Linked DNA regions of Mus musculus: region 2 is linked to region 1. Evidence: chromatin contacts called from public HiChIP or PLAC-seq data. All regions are on one chromosome and are shown on one strand. Each heading gives the region's core, a stretch centred on a gene start, on an enhancer-like site or on the middle of the called end of the contact. The rest is flanking DNA. Distances are from core to core; before and after follow the strand shown. Region 1 holds the start of Grik5 (glutamate receptor, ionotropic, kainate 5 (gamma 2)). Region 2 holds the start of Cyp2s1 (cytochrome P450, family 2, subfamily s, polypeptide 1).

Region 1 (5,681 bases), core at 1,767-4,266:
TGAAGGAAATCAGAGACAGGACTGGGAGAGACAGGGAAGGGGCTGACTGGGAGATGTGGACATAAAGGACAGACACCAGAGAAAGGGAGCAGGGCAAGACCAAACAAGGGGCTATCAGTGCATGGGAGTGGGTGAGTGACGGAAGAGAAAGCCGGAGAACAGGGAGAGGCACAGACTGACTCGGGAGACCAGAGCGTCTGGTGGGAAGGACAGAAAGCTGGAAGGCTGACTGCAGGAAGTGGGTACTGAAACCCTGCCTGTACCCTGTTCTAGGGATCGAGTACGGGTACATGACTTCTCCTTACAGGTCCAGCCCCGGGGAGTTCAGCTCCTGGAGTGTTCTGGGCACTCCAGGCCTTTGGCAGTGTAACTGCTGGGCGGGATGTGCTTTGCCAGATGTGCACACGGATCCCTGGACCTGGTTGTAGACCATGTTCCAATGAAAGAGGGTTATTGCAGAGCCCAGAGCACTGTGACATGTGTCTAGTGTCCCCTGACATCCCACCTGGGGCCATGGAAAGCACTCCCAAGAAAGGGCAGAGTCACAAGCCAAGGCTTGGATTTGGCCTCTCTGGCCAGAAAAGTTCAGGCCAAGGAGAAAGGTTGCCTTAATCAGTCCCACACTTGCCTCTATTTCACTGACCTTGAGAAAGTCCTCCTCCACACCCCTCAGCCTTTGGTGAGGAGAGCCTGAGGGATACAAGGGCATGCTCAACAGACTGGTGGCTGCAGACTGCAATTTAGATCTAATGTGGAGGCTTGACCAGGACAGAGGAGCAAGGAATTCTGGGAGAGCTAAAAGGAGAGTTCTCAAGGGGAAGGGCAGGAGGGAAGGGGGTTCATCCTGGGACATCTGGAACAAATGGGGATCAGGGACTACAAACAAATAGACTGAGGCAGGGCAGAAGGGCAGAGACCCACAGGTGGCAGACACAAATGGGAACCAAAAGACAGAGGCTCAGTGCAGAGACGGTCTATGGAGAGTGAAAGGACAGAGGCACAGTGCAGAGAGAGTCTATGGGGAGTGAAGAACACAGAGGTCCATGCACAGAAAGGCAGCCCCCCAAAGTGCTGACCACAGCTAAGTGGGGGAAAAGGACAGACACTAAGTAGGACATTCACACCAGGATGTAATTCCTGCAGTCTGGAGGCAGGGGAATCACTGTGAGTTTGAGGCTAGCCTATGTTGCATCCTGAACCCTGTCTCAAAAACAAAGAGATGCTAGAGAAGCGGATGGGAAGTGCAAGGAGGAGCAGGGTCAGGTCAGTTCAGGACTCACAGACCTGAGACTCAGGCCTGGCAGATACAGACGCACGGAAACAGTGCCAGCAATGGGGGGGGGGGGGGGGGCTGAGGAGAGTGGGCCAGGTCCTACAGGTTGGAGGAGAGATGGGCAAGGGGAGACACGTGCAAAGGACAGGAGGCAGACAGGAGAAGAGAGGGGGCCCAAAGATGAATAACAACAAGTATAACAACCAAGGGGCCAGCAGGGTGTGCTGACACACACCTGTAATACCAGCTATCAGTAGACAGAGGCAGGAGGGTCAGGAGTTCAAAGCCAGACCCAGCTCCTTGGTGAGTTCCAGGCTAGCCTGGGCTATAGGAAACCCTGTCTCCAAAAGCAGAACAAACAAACAACCACAGCCTGAGACAGACACACAGAGAGTGTGAGCTAGGGACAAGCGCACAGCAGCCTAAAGAGGCTGAGGCCAGAGGGGCAGAATCCAGGATGAAAAGGCTTGAAGAAGAAGCGCACAGGGAGAGGGCTGACCACACAAGCGAGAGAGAGGATGAGCCAGGAGGGAAACTGAGTCAAAGCGGATGCCCTGGAAGGGCATAGCAGCATACACAGAGGATCCCAGAGTCCCCAGCCCACGGGTACTGGGAGGGATGGAAGCTAAAAGGCCAGGTGGTGTGGTCCAGAAGTGGAGAGACTGGGATGGTGGGTGGAAGAACCCGGGCAGAAGCCAGGGACAGAGAGCAGTAGATGGGGATGACTAGGGGCCCACAGTGGGGTCTGGGGGAGGGAAGCAGAAAAGTGAGAGATAGAGGCTGGAGGTGGAGAGGATCAGGCAAAGAATGGAAAGACAGAGTGGGAAGAAGACTAGATGAGAACTAGTGTCTCATCAGAGTCAGATGCAGAGCCTGGCTTAGGAGAACAGCGGAGAACAGAGAAGTTGGGCAGAGTTGGACAGGCCTGGGAGACAGGCGAAATACAGACTTGAAAATGTAAAGGCATCTCCAGAAGACAGACAGAAGGTGCAATGGGGCCGGGCCTATGGTAAGGCTTAGTGAAAGAGGTGAGAGAGAGAGAGAGAGAGAGAGAGAGAGAGAGAGAGAGAGAACCCAACACACAACAACACACAAGAAGTCAGGAGCCAGTGTGGGTCTGGGACCCAAAGCTTGGAGGAGGGACAATCCAGGAGCCAGTGAAGTGAGCTGGCTACCACAGGACCCCGGAAAGCTGGGACTGAGGGCAGGTGTGAGGTGTGTACCCAGAAGTAAGGGTGAGAAAAGAAGAGGTCGTGGAGAATGAGAGGTTGAGAGGGAGGGCACAAAGCAGCGAGAAATAGGTTCCTTGCCATCCACGGGGAGCAGGGACTGTGGGGGCCCCCGCCAGCCGGACAGGGAGCCTGGCCTTCCAGGACCCAGGACCCAGCCCAATCCCCGCCCTGCAGACACTTACGGATCCTGGTGGGACGGAGGGCTGGGCTCCCTCGAGGCCCGAGGAACGACAACCAGGAGGTGCTCCGATGCTGGGTGCTGGTGAGGCTGGGGCCGGGGGAGAGGGCAGTCCACTGGGCCCCCTCCCCCGCCGCCGGCGGTGGCCCCCAACTAATCCAAAACGGTGTCTCCCCAGCAGCGGGGAGGAAGGACAGGTGGAAAAGCAAAGGGCGGGCCAGGAGGGGAGGAAGGGGAAAGGAGAAAATGGAGGAGAGAAGGGGAGAGAGGAGAGGGGGAAGGAGCAAACGGAGGGGAAGGAGGGAGGAAAGGAGGAGAGGAAGGTGAAAACGGAAGGGAGGGGGGCACAGGCAAAGCCGGGGGAGGGGGAAGCCGGCCCAGGAAAGGGCCCCCGCCCCCTCCCCTAGCCGGGCCGGCCTGGGGGGGGCACTGGGGGTGAGGACTGGGTGGAGAAAAGAAAGCCAGCCATCGGGGGGAAGTGGGGGAGGGGAGGGCCTGCTGGGGGGGAGGGGGCCGCCCCCTTCCCCCCCCTCCCCCCAGAGCCTTGGCCCTGCCCTGGATGAGGCTAGGGCCGGGAGTCCTCAACCCCTCAGTCCCCACGGGAAAAACATGCTTGAGGGCCAGGAGAGGCCGGTCAATGAAGGGGCTAGCGAGGACAGAGCAACTGGCAGCCCTGGTGAGACCAAGAAGGGAGGCAGACGAGGTGGCGAGATGAGGTGGGAGGAGAGGATGGAGAGAAGCAGGTGGAACGGGAAGGCGGAGGAGGGTGGGGTGTCCCGGGGCCCGCCGGCTCTCGGTGGGAGGGCCTGGCCGCACACTCTGGTCCCCTGTGAGCGGCAGCCGCTGGCGGCTCCGTGTCCCCAGCCGGGCCTGCCTCCTTGCTGCCGGCCGCTACTACCGCTGCCGCCACTGCTCCTTCTCCCCTCCTAGGCCGCCGCCTGCCCGCCCGCCCGCGCTGAGTCCTGGAGCGCGGGGGGGTGGGGTGGTGGTGGTGGTGGTGGTGGTGGTGATGGTGGTGGTGGTGGTGGTGGAGGGGAGAGATGAAGGGAGGGAGGCAGGGAGGAGGGCGGGCAGGAGGGAGGGAGGCAGGCAGGCAGGGAGCAAGGAGGGAGGGAAGCAGAGGAGGGGGAGATCGTATTGGTCGGGCTGGGGGGCCCTGCGAGGAGAATGCTGATGAGAAGAGCGAGCTGCATTGGATGAAGGGCCAACCCCCGGGGCCACCCCCTCCAACCACACCATGCCACCGCCCTGCCCAGGCAGCCCAGGATTCTGGAGCCCATGGAGCTGAGAGGCATTGGTGGGGAGAACTGAGGGAAGGGCCTAGAGATGGGGAGAGAGGACTACAGAGATGGAGAAAAATGCAGGGAAAGAGACAGCCAGCCATCAAGACCCAAGAGAGGTGGGCCAAGGCCCACAAACTCCACAAGGCCAAGGAAAGCCAGCCATGGAAAAGCAAGCCACCTGAGGACAAGAGAACAGCATATAGGACACAGAGGTGTTTGAAGGTGGCAGAGGCCAGAGACAGAAAGACTCCTCAGAATAGGGAGCCATACACAGAAGGAGCAACCAGGAAGCATACACGGGGCCCAGTAAGCTAGGAGAGGTCTCCTGATGGAGACAGCCCCATGGGTACAGGAGACCCACAGAGACAGTCACGTGGCTCATAGACATGAGAGGACCACTGAGGCAGGCATGGCAAGCTGGGAGACATAGAACTGGGAAGCCTCTGGAAACGGGCTCAAGATGTTGAGGGGAGGAAGGGATTCTCCATTGTGCACAGAGAACTCCTGGGGACCCGTGGAGATGAGTGGGAAGCCAGAAGAGGCCCTCATCTTTTAGTCACCTGAGCAGTGAGGCAGTGGGAGGGGGTGACAAGATGGCAGAGCTGAGAGAAGCACCCTTTCTTAAGGAATACTGCCGTCTCCCTGAGAAAGCCCAGAAGGGCAGGGGGATGGAACAGAAAATCCACACAGATCTTCAAGTGGGGGTGGGTGGTGCAGGGCTGGGTGTGTGTGTTGGGGGGTGAAATTTGGGGGGAAGGAACATGACAGTTGGCGCTGAAGGCTGAGCCCGTGACTCACCACCACCCCCATGCTCGTGATGGGGAGGAGACACTGACACTCTCACGTGCAGCCCCCAGCACATGTGACCACATGCCTCGCACACACAGTTGGCACGTGGCAACTCAGAGTATTGCAGGTCTGGCTTGGTGAGCTCTGACTTCGTGGGACATGCCCAACAACATGTGACATAATATATCTGACCCTGTAGGACCACCAAACTTGTCCATGCCTCTTTATCCTTCTAGGGTTAACATCCACAGTCTCCTTAACACCCACATTCCGTTCTAGCCAAGCCTGAGGCCAGTACTTCATGCCTGCCTCTCCGTATCTTTGCTGATCCAGGGATGGTATTATCCACCCTCTCTAAACATAATCTGTCCCAAAAGGTCCAGTCCAGTGCTACCACAGCACAGTGTCTGACCCGAACAGGTTTCCTCTGCAGAGAAAGGACGTAGGCAGCCCAAATTAAGTTGGGATGCCCGAGCGGTTTTAGAGAGAGGAGCCTGAGAAGCTAAGCTGGGACCTCAAGAGGGAAAAGGGGGCCTCAGCAGGAACAAAACACTACCTGCAGGCCCAGAGCCTGCCAAGAGCTCAGTCTGGTCTGCACTTGGGCTCCTACACAGGCGATTTCACCCCAAGGGCAAATCCAAACTACACTAGCAAACAGCTAGGCCCAAACCTTAGGGCTCACTACCTCCTACCTTAATCTTTTACTTTAAAAATCTGCTGTCTTCCCCTTCCCCCTTTCCCTTCCCCCATCCTTTGCTTTGCTCTTCCTGAAGTCAACCATTCACCCTTTGATCCCAAACAATCCACCCACCGGGGAACTGAGTATAGACCTAGGGAACCATCTCTTGGGGTGGAATGATGGCTTTCTTCTCTCCCCGTGGGAACCTGGACACATGACTTCTCCCGGCCTGTTTCTTAGCACCTCA
Region 2 (5,681 bases), core at 1,643-4,142, 740 kb after region 1:
CTGAAGAGATTCATTCTTTTCCCTCTTCCATACATGTGCACATGCTAGTCCTTCTGCCTGGATACAACTTCCCTTCTAGCCCAAGAACCGCAGCTTAGACATCCTCTTTTTTTCCTGGCGGCTCCTTGGGTATATCTTTCAGAGCATAGGCTGTGTCTGGCACTGCCTGTGAATTCCTAGAATCCTAGATTTCCCCCCAACCCCCATGCTAGCTTGCCCCACCCATCCTGGGCAATCCCTCTGAGCAGTTACTGTCTGATGACAGGTCTGTCAGGGTTCTCTAGGGGAAGTAGGCAGCGCTATCTTAGTCACCAATGTGCTGCCAGACTTTTCGGTGGTACTGAGATTGAAGCCAGGGCTCCACACAAGCTAAGCATGCTTCCCATCTTAACATAAAGAGTGATTTCTGTGTTTTGGGCTCCCCAGCCCTCTTCTCTCTCTTTTGGCTTGGGCATGGAATCCATGGCATTCTATAAACTGGGCCCTTCACTGGTAAATTCTATGAAAATAATCTGTTGAGCCACACCCCTAGTCAGTGGTCAAGGCGAGGGTGGGTGGGGTGGGTGGAGCAGGAAGGGAATTCTAGGCAGGAGTTCTACCACTGAGCCACTCCCCCAGCCCCTCACTGGGGGATTCTAGGCAGGGGTTCTACCACTAAGCCACAGCCCCTGCCCCTCACTGGGGGATTCTAGGCAGGGGCTCTACCACTGGGCAACGCCCCCAGCCCCTCATTGAGGGATTCTAGGCAGGGCCTCTACCACTAAGCCACACCCCCAGCCCCTCACTGGGGGATTCTAGGTAAGCACTCCACTGAACAAGGCCTGCAACCGTCACTGGTGGATTCTACGCATGTCCTAGTCCTGGACATTTTCAAGACAGGGTCACACTGTCTTGTTCTATGTAGCGTAAACTGACCTTGAACTCACTATGTCATGAATGTTGAGTTCCTCCAGTCTGAGCCTACCAGATGCTGGGGATGAGCCCGGTATGTCAAGCTTCTCTGCTGTGTTTGTCTATCAATTCCTAGACCAGGGAGTAGTAATTACGAAGACTGTGGCTGGCCGTTAGTAAGCACCCACTTGACACAAGCCCAGTTTCTACTTTAATCCTCAGTACAACCTTAAGTGACAGGCACTGTTGTCATTCCATTTCCTAGAAAGATAGGCACTCAGTCACCTGTACAAAAAGCTCCAGACCTGCAGTGGGGGCAGGATCCAGCAGCCCCCGTTTGCCTTCATGACTCATGACTCACCGTGACCATCAAAGGTCTTGTCCAGCGTTGCCAATGTTCCACGCCCGCTGAATTCCTCAGCCTGACCTCCCAAGGCTTCTCTTACAGCATCATGTCCAACCAGGACCACCACGCGGCGCCAGGGGCCCAGGTATACCGTGAACACAGGCCCATACTTCTTACTTAGCTGGGGGCAGAGAGGGAGAAGAGAGTTCCAGGGAGCTGCCTCTTTCAGGCAGTCTGTATTGGTTCCAAACCATGTGCCCTGGTTTTTGCCCCCTGTATCAGGAGCTGGTCTGCTCCCCACACCAATCCAAAGCATCCCTTTGGGAAGCTGCTCTCTTTTTGCATCGGAGTGTGGGGTGGGAGCTCCAGCCCACCCACACCCCTTTTTTTTTTCTCGAGACAAGGTTTCTCTGTGAAACTCTGGCTGCCCTGGAACTCTCTCTGTAGACCAGACTGGCCTCGAACTCACATAGATCTTCTGCCTCCAGAGTGCTGGGATTAAAGGTGTGCACCACCACCGCTCTGCTGAGTGGGCGCTTCTTAACCACATCCCTTTGCCTGCCCTCTCACTTCCTTCTAGGCTCTAACCTCTGATCTTGGGACCATCCACAACCAGCTTTGGTTTCTCATAATCCCCCTCTTCCCAATATCTGGCTACTCATTTCAACCTCTGCTGAACACTTAAGTCCCGCAGCAAGTAACACGGAGCATGTGTCCCGTTTCTCCCTTAGACACCCACTCCTCTTTTCTGTCCTTAAAAGTCCCTTAGAGTATTTTTGAATGGAGAACTTAATTCTCCCCACTACCCCCAGCAAGTTGGGACTGCCTCCCCATCCTCCCACCCGTGGCAGGAACTCCTAGCTCCCTCCTAGCAGAGCTACACCCATCCTCCCACTCTGGGAGTCTCTGAGGCAGATTCCTTCAGCCCAGGATGCTCTCTGCTCAGCCCCCTCCAGCTTCCAGATGCTTCCCTTTCAACGAGGGGGGGGGGACGGGGAAGGGTGCTGGGGACGGCAAGCTCGCCCACTACCCTCTTATTTAGAGAATGTCTGCTTTGCAGCTTTGGTCTCAGCTCACTAACTTCCAGCATGCTGTGGGTCCCTGCGACCTGGGACCCCTACTCCTCTGGGTCCTGTTCTCATTTCCTCCTAGTCCTCTGTGAGCTGTGTCCCTCCAGCTCTAGTGCCCTTTTCAGGGCATTCCCTTTCTTTCTTAGCCCTGGATCCCACTTCCAAGACTGGCTGAGCTCTGCCCACTCCAACCTGGATACCCTTGCTCAGCCCAGGTCAACTTGTTCGCGTCCCCAGCTCAAGACATTCATGGTCTCTTTGCCCTCAGAACTCCTGCTTCTGCCTCCTTTATAAGATAGTCCAAGACTCATCTGCTCTGGCACTTAGAAGGCTCCCCGCCCCCGCGCACATCCCCTGGTTAGGATGTCCTTGCGTCCCCTCACCCGCAAAAGCCCCGAGTACAGAGCCCCGGGACGCAGCTGCAGGAGGTTCCCCAGCAACGGCAGCGGCGTGGGCCCCGGGGGTAGGTAGCCTCGGGCCGGGGTCCTGAATAGCGTCAGAGACAGCAGCAGCAGCAGCAGCAGCAGGGCCAGCAGCAGCGCCCAGGTGCTGGCTGCCTCCATCTCTGCAGGTCGGCTGGGTCTGTACCTCCTAGAAGCTCCTTGCCGCCGGACTAGTTAGGGGAGGGAACGGGGCGGCTCCCTCCTCAACGAAATCAAGAGGAGTGGGGCGGGGCAGCCTCCTGCAAGGCGTCGCTCCCCGCACCCTTATTTCTCTGTCTCTGGCCCGCTGTCGCCAGAAGTCTCACACCATCGCGCGAATGTATCTCCCAGGTTACCAAGGTTTTCCCTGGGTTCAGAGGGCGGAGGCAGTACCTTGGGCCCTAGGTGGGGCATAGTAAGCAAACAAGAGGAACCTGGGAGCGGGAGACCTTGACTGGCTGCAGCAGCCACACCTCGCGCGCCTGTGACCCCGCCTGGCTTCCCCAGCTCCTGCCTCCCTCTGCTTATCTTGGTGTGCGTGCGTGCGTGCATGTGAGGTGTCTTGGAGGCACTTTCCTCCCGCATCCTACCTCTGCCAACTAGGAGGGACTTGACATTCTGTTGTCCCTAGATTACAAGGCTCCGTGACATTGACTTAGGTCAGTGTGTATAGGTTGACTCATTCTTTTGTTTTGTTTTGAAACGAGGTCGCAGGTAGCTAGAGCTGGCCTGAAACTCTCTGGGTAGTTTAAGTATGACCTTGAGTTTCTTAATCCTCCTGTCTCCACTGCTCACTAGTGGGATTAAAGGACTTGTTCTTTAAATTAAAAACAAAAAGTGTTTTTTCTTTTTTTTTTTTTTAGCGTGTATCTGTACATTCGTGTTATATTCGTGTATATTCTGTGCGTGGGTTCAGATGTGTATGCGGGTACTCCTGCTTGTACGTTGGCAGGCAGGTAGAGTTGACCTCCTGCATTCCTCCATATTTATCTAGGCAGGTTCTATCTGGAATCCCTCCTCTAGCTGAAGGGTTTGCCCCAAGGCTCCCTGTCTTCCTTACGAGGAATCTGGAGCTATACATTTCAGTCCTCATATGGTCGTGCTTATCCACTGGGCCGTCTCCTAGCCCTAATTTATTTTTTATTAGGATATGTTAATTATACACCCCACCCACACACACACATATATTTTTTCATTCTGGCATTTTCATGCACTCACAACATATTTTTCACATTCATTTTCACAACATTCAATCAGTTTCATATCTCTGAGGCCTTCGCTCTTCCTACTTAATTAGTTAGTTAATGAATTTTGATGACCAGATGAGTTTCATTAGGGTTGCTTACAGAGTCTCAGTTGAGAGACTGTTCACAGGAGCACGAAGTCCTTATCCTGAGGCCACACCTCTCTCTCTTGTCTCTCTCACTCTCAAAAAATTTTTTTTATTAAGCAGAAGAGGACACTAGATGCCATTACAGATGGCCGTGGGCCACCATGTGGTTGCTGGGAATTGAACTCAGGACCTCTGTAAGAGCAGTCAGTGCAAACTGCTGAGCCATCTTGACAGCCCAGTTCCATTCTTTGATTCACTTAGAGCAGTGGTTCTTAACCTTTCTAATGCTACAATCCATTAATACAGTTCCTCTTGTTGTGGTGACACCCCACCCCACCACCATAAAGTTATTTTGTTGCTACCTCATAAGTGTAACTTCGCTACTTTATGAATCGTAATGTAAGTATCTGATATGTGACCCTAAGGGGGTTGGGACCCACGTATTGAGAATCACTGACTTAGAGGTGTCTCGTATACTTATCAATGGCCACCAGACTCCTTGAATTCAGAACTCTTTGCTGAGCCTGCAGTAAGGCCTCTGCTAGGACTTAGCAGCTACATATCTGAATACAATCTGAAATGGGGTATTTAACAGGTACTAAGTTTTTACAGTGTTAGGGATCAAATCCCTGGTCTTTTTTAAAAAAATATTTTCCGATTTATTTATTTATTTATTTTATGTATATGAGTACACTATACACTGTACACTGTAGCTGTCTTCAGACACACCAGAGGAGGGCATTAGTTCTCATTACAGATGGTTGTGAGGCACCATGTTGCTGGGAATTGAACTCAGGACCTCTGGAAGAGCAGTCAGTGAGTGCTCTTAACCGCTGAGCCATCTCTCCAGCCCCCAGATCCCTGGTCTTAGAGCTATTGCAAGCTCTGCCTCTGAGTTAACAACCCCAGGCCCTCTCTGTTAGAGAGCACTCACTAGAAACAAGACTTGTTTCTTTTTTTTTCTGAAGATTCGGCTGTGAGCAAACTAGAGGAGTTCTGGGCTCTTCATATCCACATGCAAATGCAGGTGAGGTCAGGGAATCGGGAATCACAAAGGCCTGAGAGGGATAAGGCAGCATCAGAGGATACTTCCGGTTTGGCTCGTTGCAGCATCCCTAGCATTGCCCTGCCTGGCACCTATCAAGGTACCATCTTGATCTGCTATATCAAGGATTGAGTTGAAGGTAGGGCATCCTAGTGCTCTAGGGACGTGGGGGTGGCTCTTGTGGGACATGACTTCACATTTCAGAAAAAAAAATCACCGTGTTTTCTTTCTGTTCTAGGGAAGCACTATGAACCCATGTTCACCGAAGAAACCATATCTGGGTTGCTGATGGCTGAACTACAACTTCAGGCTGTGAAGAGACATCTGAATGTTGCATAGCATGAGTCGGAATTACATGGGGCTATCTCTAGTTCCCTTTAGCAGTCATCTGCTAGTTCTGTCTGAGTTTACATCTTTGCGACTCCTAGGTGCAGCTTTTGGAATGCACTGCAGAACTTGCTAGACCACTGGTGCCCACCGACCCCGACACTCTGCCTTTGTTGGGCCCCCATCCCCCATATGTTTGGTAAATGTAGTGATTTATGGCTTCTTTTGTTTTGTGACTATAAAAAGT

Evidence for each region. HiChIP or PLAC-seq counts read pairs in DNA pulled down with a chosen protein or histone mark.
Region 2: a FOXA1 HiChIP or PLAC-seq map of pancreatic cancer cells shows a contact between it and region 1. The contact joins the promoter of Cyp2s1 here to the promoter of Grik5 in region 1. A contact is called at or near these places in 1 of 39 promoter capture datasets (pre-B cells) and 1 of 115 datasets of contacts at active chromatin or transcription factors (pancreatic cancer cells).

What each region holds. Positions count from the first base shown.
Region 1 is chr7:25,069,353-25,075,033 of GRCm38.p6, forward strand. Grik5 (glutamate receptor, ionotropic, kainate 5 (gamma 2)) reads right to left here and starts at 3,017. Exons shown (of 20, transcript NM_008168.2): 1 at 2,688-3,017.
Region 2 is chr7:25,813,633-25,819,313 of GRCm38.p6, forward strand. Cyp2s1 (cytochrome P450, family 2, subfamily s, polypeptide 1) reads right to left here and starts at 2,893. Exons shown (of 9, transcript NM_028775.4): 1 at 2,691-2,893; 2 at 1,253-1,418. The coding sequence starts at 2,870.